Regions from separate parts of the Mus musculus genome. Here all the other regions are linked to region 1. Evidence: chromatin contacts called from public promoter capture Hi-C data. All regions are on one chromosome and are shown on one strand. Each heading gives the region's core, a stretch centred on a gene start, on an enhancer-like site or on the middle of the called end of the contact. The rest is flanking DNA. Distances are from core to core; before and after follow the strand shown.

What was found. Promoter capture Hi-C pulls out the DNA fragments that hold promoters and counts their contacts.
Region 2: a contact with region 1 is called in a promoter capture Hi-C map of pre-B cells, with 5 times the contacts expected there. The contact joins the enhancer-like site here to the promoter of Rtf2 in region 1. A contact is called at or near these places in 4 of 39 promoter capture datasets (the C10 cell line, hippocampal neurons, liver and 1 more) and 1 of 484 Hi-C or Micro-C datasets (CD4 T cells).
Region 3: a contact with region 1 is called in a promoter capture Hi-C map of liver, with 4 times the contacts expected there. The contact joins the promoter of Prelid3b here to the promoter of Rtf2 in region 1. A contact is called at or near these places in 5 of 39 promoter capture datasets (the 3T3-L1 cell line, 3T3-L1-derived adipocytes, erythroid cells and 2 more), 1 of 484 Hi-C or Micro-C datasets (regulatory T cells), 2 of 115 datasets of contacts at active chromatin or transcription factors (astrocytes and thymic regulatory T cells) and 2 of 9 other capture datasets (adipose tissue and liver).

Annotation. Positions count from the first base shown.
Region 1 is chr2:172,439,286-172,441,896 of GRCm38.p6, forward strand. It overlaps Rtf2 (replication termination factor 2), which reads left to right and starts at 1,293. Exons shown (of 9, transcript NM_025542.2): 1 at 1,293-1,454. The coding sequence starts at 1,386.
Region 2 is chr2:174,601,181-174,603,791 of GRCm38.p6, forward strand. It overlaps Gm46781 (a long non-coding RNA gene), which reads right to left. Exons shown (of 2, transcript XR_003953979.1): 2 at 1,632-2,093. It also overlaps a transcript of Zfp831 not described here. Among named protein-coding and RNA genes, the nearest start is that of Gm46781, 4.5 kb to the right of the region's middle. Within about 2 kb of position 1,296, at least 105 of the 459 cell types and tissues checked have an H3K27ac peak or open chromatin away from gene starts, as enhancers often do. A contact at or near this core is called in pre-B cells, where this site is marked.
Region 3 is chr2:174,471,623-174,474,233 of GRCm38.p6, forward strand. It overlaps Prelid3b (PRELI domain containing 3B), which reads right to left and starts at 1,319. Exons shown (of 6, transcript NM_025531.2): 1 at 1,210-1,319. The coding sequence starts at 1,241. It overlaps Gm38546 (a long non-coding RNA gene), which reads left to right and starts at 1,389. Exons shown (of 2, transcript XR_867090.2): 1 at 1,389-1,967; 2 at 2,192-2,487.

The sequences.
Region 1 (2,611 bases), core at 43-2,542:
GAACTACTGTTAAGACACCTACGTGTGACTCTCTCCCTTGAAAGAGCCATCGACAAGTTGAGGGTGTTTAGTGTCATAAAGCTGAAGGCACAGTAAGTCACTTCTTAGGCCTGCAACCACCTAGGATCCCAGGAGCATTGGAGTCCCAGAGGACACAGCACTCCCCTAAGTGAGGGTGAAAAGGCAGAAAAGATGGTCATCTGAGACTATCTGGTCACTTTAAGCAGTGTGGGCTTCAGAATGGCCACCTTGCAGGACTGGTGTAGACACAGAAATGAAGGAGGCCATACTTATCCCAGGACTGCTCACTTATGCATACCATTTGCCCCTGTTGTTCCTCTGGGCCTACAGCTCATGTTAGTACCCCAAAGGCAGACTAGGGGGTCACTGAACCCCTTATTTGTTCTCTTCCCAATATGATCACCCTCCCCTTTCTCTGTCTGCACTAATCTCTGTAGCTGGTACAATGGGATGAGTGGCTACTCTAAGCTTGTTGGAGACACTGTAGCCCTAGCTTCTGCCCAAAATACATCTGGATACAGGGTGGAGAGGCGCTCAGTGGCTAAGAATGCTTGCTGTTCTTTGAGTAAGCACAGGATGGATTCCCAGAACCCCAGCAGCTCACAACCATATCAACTCCAGTCCCAGGAAGATAGAACACCCTCTTCAGGCCTCGACAGGCATCTGCAGTTAGGTAGCGCACAAGCAGGCCCACCCACCACGTCTTTTTTTTTTTTTTTTTTTTAATTTTATGTATTTGAGTACACTGTAGCTGTCTTCAAACACACCAGAAGAGGGCATCAGATATCATTATAGATGGTTGTGAGCCACCATGTGGTTGCTGGGAATGGAACTCAGAACTTCTGAAGAGCAGTCAGTGATCTTAACCACTGAGCCATCCCTCTAGCACCCACAACGTCTTTTCTTTTCTAAGTCTGGATTTAAAATACATGAGAGGTAGCTGAGAAGACAGATTCCGGCCATCTCCTCCTTAGACTTACAGCACTACTGGTCTGCAAAAATGCCAGAGACGCAGACCTCGGGACAACCCCGACAAATGTTCTCCCGTCCTCCCTCAGGCCCAAGCTTACGGAACCACAGAGGAAAAAACAGGGACCGCCCACGACCGGAAGTGGACGCACTCCAAGGATGCTCCAGCACGTCGCCCTGAAACCACGCCCAACTCCCGGACAAGATTTTCAAGACAATTGGTGTGGACCAAGGCCTCGCGCGGCGACCCCGCCCCTTTCGCGGCGCGCTGGTTGTGTGCGTCATCAAGGAGCGCCGGAAGTAGGTAGGGTTTCGCCAGAGACCCCGGAAGCGACGGCTTCTCGTCTTTGCTAAGGCTTCTGGTTTTTGCTACGGTTTCTGATTTCGGCTTTGGGATGGGTTGCGACGGAGGCACCATCCCCAAGAGGCACGAGCTGGTGAAGGGGCCGAAGAAGGTCGAGAAGGTCAGTGGGGACTGCGGGCTGCGGGGCTCGGGATGAACGGTGGTCACAGCGCTTGTGGAGGGTTTACTGTTTGCAGGCACTGAACAGTACGGTTAGACTGGGATCCTCCCCACAGACGCTGTGTTGATTTGAAACATTAACGTTGAACGGGACGGAGACTGGAGAGCTAGTTAGTGGCCCAGCCAGGACTGGAACGTATCTGTAGCTAGCGACGATCACGGTGATAGATGCTATTTATGGACTTTGTGTGTTTTTGTGAAAGGCTCTCACAGTGTGGCCCTGGCTGGCTGGGACTCCCACCTCTGCCTGCTGAGCACTGGGATTAAAGGTGTTGGCCAACAGGCCTTGGTATTTGAATAATACTTTTTTTAAAAATGTTTTGTGTGTGAGTGTGGTATCCAAGGAGGCCAGAAGAAAGCATCGGACGCCCGGGAGCTAGAGCTACAGGTTTTTGTGAGCCATTAATCTTGGCTGTTAGAACCAAACGCGGATCCTTTGGAAGAGCAGTACACAGGCTTAACCACGGAGCCATCTCTCCAGCCTGAGCTTTGTGTATTAAAGTCTCCCCAAACCATTCCCCTTTGTGAAGTCACACCCTTCTTAAACTAATTATCAGCTCTTAGCACTCTGAATTGGTGGTTGAGCCCAGCTGATGGTCACGTGACTGCAAGCTCCTCCTGGTGAACTCTGTGCACTGTTTTTCTTCCAGAACTAGCACAGTTTCTGCCACAGTGAATATTTTTGAATAAATGCGTGGGCATTCTGTAAATCTTACAAGACATTGAGCAAAGTGTGTACTTAATGGATGGGAAATTGAATGCCGCAAAGTTAGTTAACACCACTGACGTGGCCTAGAGTCATGAACCACTGTCCCCATCCATTTATGTGCATTTCAAAGCTAGTGTTGATGATGACTGTTTAATAATAGAAGGCACAGAATGCCCCCGATACAGTTCCCAGCACGGGGAGAGAATGCCCCCGATACAGTTCCCAGCACGGGGAGGATCATGTTTCCTGATCCAACATTCAGAGAACTTTGGGATGGGAGGTGAATCCCATCCAGTGTTGTACTTAAGACACTGCATAACTTCCTGACACATCCCTAATAAACTCCATTGGGTCCTGTGTGAACAAACCTCTGCTTGTCTTTTTGCCCT
Region 2 (2,611 bases), core at 46-2,545, 2.2 Mb after region 1:
TCTGAAGCACCTTCGACCTAGGAGAAGGGGGCTAGATGGATGCTATAGGCGGGGCACACTGTTCATGAGGGACAGATGCGAAGGACAGGTCTCCATTAGTTATGAAATCCTCTGGTCCCTTCTAGGCTAGCCATACTTGAACCACAGGTACACAGTTACATCTTGGTGAAGCCAAGAGGAAAATGGTTTTTCGAGGTGCCTGGCCTCTGTTGGAGGTCTGACCATAGCATGCCATTAGCAACCTGTGAGAGCCCAAGGGGTTACTTCAGTGCCCCAGCTGCTGTGGATGCTTAGGGTTTAACCATTCACATGGAAGCAGACATGGTGGAAACATATGTTCCCAGAAGGAAGATCTGTCTCATGAAGGTGGTGGGGGCAGGGAAAAGTGATGCCTTGTGTTACGTCATCTTTGCAACTTGCCCGAAGGGTGGGGCCTGCCCAGTGCTACTTTATGGGAAGAATGTGGAGTCTTGTGTTTTAAGTTTTGGATTTTTATCTCTCAATACACTCCATGATCTATCCTCTGGTCTTACCGTACAATTCCTCTTCTTCACAAATCTCGAAGGAAACTGTCACTCTTGGGTGAGCCACATGTTTTCTAATAGTGTCCCTGTTCCCCAGGGTGAAAAGCTTGTCCTGGCAAAGCCCTTAGATGCAGAGCTCTCCCTAGTTACCACACATGGCTCATAGGCAAGCTTGACGGGCGTTCTCTAGTCTTTCCTGGTTCTCAGGTAGCCTAGGATGGTCCGGAACGTGCTACATAGTTGAGAATGACCTAGACAGTCTGATCTTCCTGCTGCCACCTTCTGATGGTGGGATGACAGGTGTGCTATGCACTCTGCAGATCACAAACCCAGGGCCTGATGCATGCTAGACAAGCGCTCTACCAACTGAGCCACACTTCCATCCCTGGCTCCTTCAGTCATGGCTCTGAGGAGCCAGTAGAACTGGGGCTTAACCTCAGATGCTGAGCTCTGCCCCATCCTGCATGGTGCCTAGCTTAGATAAAGACTTAAAGACTGTAATGGAGTAAGTCTAGCATCATACCGAATATGAATCAAGGAAAGCAGAATGCAGCCTGACGGAGAGCTCTCTGTAGATAACCATGGGGCTGGATTCCTGCTCCAGCCCCTGGACTGACACAGCCTGGCCCACATGCAGCCCCCTTCCACCACCAGCCCTCCCGCCCCAAGCTGTAGCCCCTGCCACAGCTTGCCTCTTCCTCTGTGACCTGCCACAGGCCTCACATCCTGTGAGGAGGCCCTAGAAACCAGTTCTGTTGATGAAAACACTCGCGCTCTTCACCACAGGAAGCATGGGCCTCACGTTCACAGTGATAACCGCCCAGTCTCTTCACAGAGAGTAGAGGGGAGCACAGACTAGCTTTGTACCTAGATTAGGAAGCATGTGTTCCCTCCCCTCCCCCTCAACAATTCTCAATTCACCTCACATGAAGCCTCCTGCCCCCCCTGCTTCCTATCCGAGAGTAGGAAGCAGGACATTTGGGAAACAGAGACCATGTCCCCCAGAGCTTTGTAAGAACAGTAAGAAAACAGGATATTAGTAATGACAGGAGCCCCCTGGCCTCGGCCCCAGGTAAGGCGTTTAGATAAAAATCTAGGACACCCGGCTAAATTTTAAATTTCAATTAAACAGTGACTATTGTCTTGATACAAGAAGGTCGTATAGAAGCAGTTCTTCCTAAAACACTACTCAACTGTTCCCAGGAAATATCAATTTAACTAAGAGTCCTGTAGTTTTGAGTTTGTGACAACTAGTCACTGAGGCCTAGGGAACCGACTTCTTCACCCAGAGGCCGTTCTGAGCCCTGTGCTGCAAATCAAGAGCTCCCTCCATGCAAGCAATACTTCACTCTGGACATTTTACATCGGGAGTTTTTGTACAGAGCTGTCTTGGTATGCATTGTCCAGAGGAGAAACTGAGGCTGTGAGGCTGTGCGAGTTGCTGAAGTGATCTGATCTGATCTGCCAGCTCCTAGACCGTCTCCATGCGTAGTACTCACTGGCAGTGGGTGGGCGAGCGGCGGCGCCAACTTCAGAGAGGCAGTAATAACAGGTTAGCTTGGGAAAGCTCTGTGCAGAGATGGGAAGGGTTGTGTCAACACATGCAAATTATATGCAAATACACTTGGCCCTCCTGGCAGGCTCACCTAGGTGGGAGATCCATGAGCAGTCCCCCATTGCCCATGGGCTTCTAACAGGGGCAAGGGTAACAGGTTGATAGCCCCTTGTGTTCCCAGCGCACGTGGGCTGGGGTGAGTGCACACCCGAGTTCTCGTGTTCTCTCTTCTCGGATGTGGATGTGAGGGGGCTGGTGTGGAGGTGGATACATGAGGCTATGGGGCGTGGTGATGTGTGCGTGACCTGCCACCTTGATCTGTGTATTCCCAGCAAGCCACAGGGCTCCTGTCTCCTCAGATAACCTCCTCCAAAGCTTTGGTGTTGCTCTATGGAGAGAAGGAAGCATCCCCTTGGGACTGTGTCTACTGAGATGCCCTAGGACCAGAGAGAGTCCTTGGAGGATAATCCTTTTCTCAACAATACTACAATTAGCATTGATGCTATACCTGGCCCTGCGGCTAATGCTGTGT
Region 3 (2,611 bases), core at 69-2,568, 2.0 Mb after region 1:
GCATCCTAAGGACCACAGCCCCTCAGTCCCAGAAGTGGTACAAACGTTGAGAGTCCCTTCTAGTTCTAGTAGTTTGTCCTTTCTGGGACACAGCAGGTACTCAGATATGATCTACTATGTAAAACTTCTTTTACAATTACCCTCAGTAATCAGGATTGGCATTTGTAGATTAAAAGGCACCATAAAGCTATACTATTAAAACAGTGTGGCAACATTGGCCAAGTGAGTGAAGGAGCTCAGATCATCTGGAAGTGGTTTCGGATGTAAGTCAACAATAACTATGACAAGATGACATTGTAGAATAGAGCACAATAAATCAGTCAGAAAGGAGGGCTGGAACAAGGCGTAAACCAGTTATTTAGGTAGAAAGCTCTGTTGTTCTTGTGTGTGGCACCATGAACCTGGGTGGTATAATTCCCAACACCCCACTGACTCTGATCCTGTTTCCCACTATAAGTTCAGAGAACCATAAAGCTGTGACTGGATGTGATAGCAGACACTGGCTATCAGTCAGCTGTCATGGCTGAGAGGAATAGGAAACAGAGGTGACAAATTATCTGCAAGAGCAGGCCCTGGTCTCTAGATCAAGAGATCTTGATCAAGAAATCAAGAGATCTGCTCTCCAGATTGACTGTCATCAATGTTTGGCATCATGGTAGCATGAGCTGAGACCAACAGGAAGACACTCCACGTGGGTGGCCAGCTTTCTAGATGTCCGTGGGGGTGAGGGGCGCTATAACATGGGGGATTTCAGTCAGAACAACCCAGGTCACTCAGGCCATCATGCCATCACTGGGGTTCAGCCACGACACCGTGAGTCTGTCAGGTATCAGTCAGGGCACTCCAGCCACCACAAGCCGTCGGGGTTCAGTCAGGTCCCGGTGAGTCTGTCAGGTATCAGTCAGGAAACTCCAGGATACCCTGGATACGTCGGCGCTCAGGACACCCCAAAACCCTGTGAAGCCCTCGGGCCTCGTGCTCTGTGACCCCTGGAGTCACTTCCGGATCAGGCTCGACGGCCCGCTCTTGTCTTCCGTCAGTGGCGACGGTGTGGGAGGAATTCCCAGGCCTGGGGACAGGGAGCCCTAGCTCGGGTCGGGGTCGTGACCTTGGCGATCCCCCCGAGTCCCGAGCTCCGCTTGTCTCGCTACACCCGACGCCAGGAAGTTCCCCGAGGGCGCCGGAGGCGGGCGCCGCACCCACACTCACTCAAAGACGTGCTCCGAAGTCCAGATCTTCATGGTGCCAGCTGCCTGCCCGGTGTCCCTCAGTGTCCGGGGACAGTGAGGCACAGAAGTTCGCCGGCCCCGCCCCGTCCCGGCCGGCCGGCCTCGCAGCGCGCAGGCGCCGTCGAGCCAGGCGCTAGGACGCCCGGAAGTGCCATCCCGCGGCCTAGCCAAGCCGGGTTTGGCTCCGCCCCGCGGCGCAGTCCTGCCCAGTCTTCTTGGCTCAGAGCAACCAAGCCCCGCCCCCCATGCTCGGCGCAATCAAGTCCCTCCTTCGTGAAGGCTCAGTGCGCCGGCGCAGAGCCGAAAAGTGAGGCGGCCGGCCGGCGCCGCACTACGCATGCGCGGGCCTTGGCGGCGGGACTTTTTGGCTGGTTTGGCGGGTTGCTGATATGTGTCTAAAGTTCTCATTGGATGTGGCTGAGCCTGGCGGCGTTTGCCAGAGTACGGTTTTGTGGTGTGGTCTTAGAGAGTTAGTCCCACCTCTTCAATCTAAGCAGTGGGGTGGCGGGACAGGGGTGGTTTCAATCAGCACCCGTGCCCTTGCCAGCCCAGGGTTGGTTACCCTTGGTGGAACAGGCCACCCAGACAGGGCTGGACCAATTGCTCTACGGTCATAGGTCATCTCCATCACCATTTCTCAGTGATGCCCACGCCCTCCTGTGCCTCCACAACTTCCTGTTACATATTCCTCAGCAATTACCACTCTGGAGTCATCTTGTTTATCTGTTAGCTCCCATTGTAAGTCATCCCCCAGAAAGCCAGCCCTGGCCTGTCTCCATCATGGCACTCAGCACCTCTGGATAGCAGGGGTTTAAAGGTTATTGAAAATGAAATAGTTATTTGAGGAATGAATTAATTAGGCCATTTAGTTTATCTGCTTGACTTCTAGTCTGTAGGCACGTGAGGGTGAGGCTCTTGCTAGGCTTGTTCAGTGATTTCCTCCCTGTACCTAATAATTACAGATGACATTCGTGAGAGAATGACTAAGAAGTGAGGGGGCAGGAGCGGATGGCATGTGGTTCTATTCAGAGATGTGCCGGGTAAGATGGACGAACTGCTTGGCTTGGGTTTCAGGTGTAGCTTCCCACCTCTGCGCACCCTGTTCCCCGCATCCTGTGCCTCCCGACAGAACAATTTGCCTTTTGAAATGACAGTTGGAGGAAAATCTTTGCATCTCGGTACTTAAAGAGCTACTTAGAATTACCCTTTGTCCCTAGTTTGTTCAATTGTTAAAAACAAATAAAGCCAGGTTAATTTAGGAGGGTGGATCATTTTTTTTTTTAAAATAGCCAAAGCAGTTTATATTTTAAAAGATAGAAAAATTATATTAGACAGGAAGGAAATAATATGGTTGGTAGCTGCTAAGTGTAATTTGTTTTACC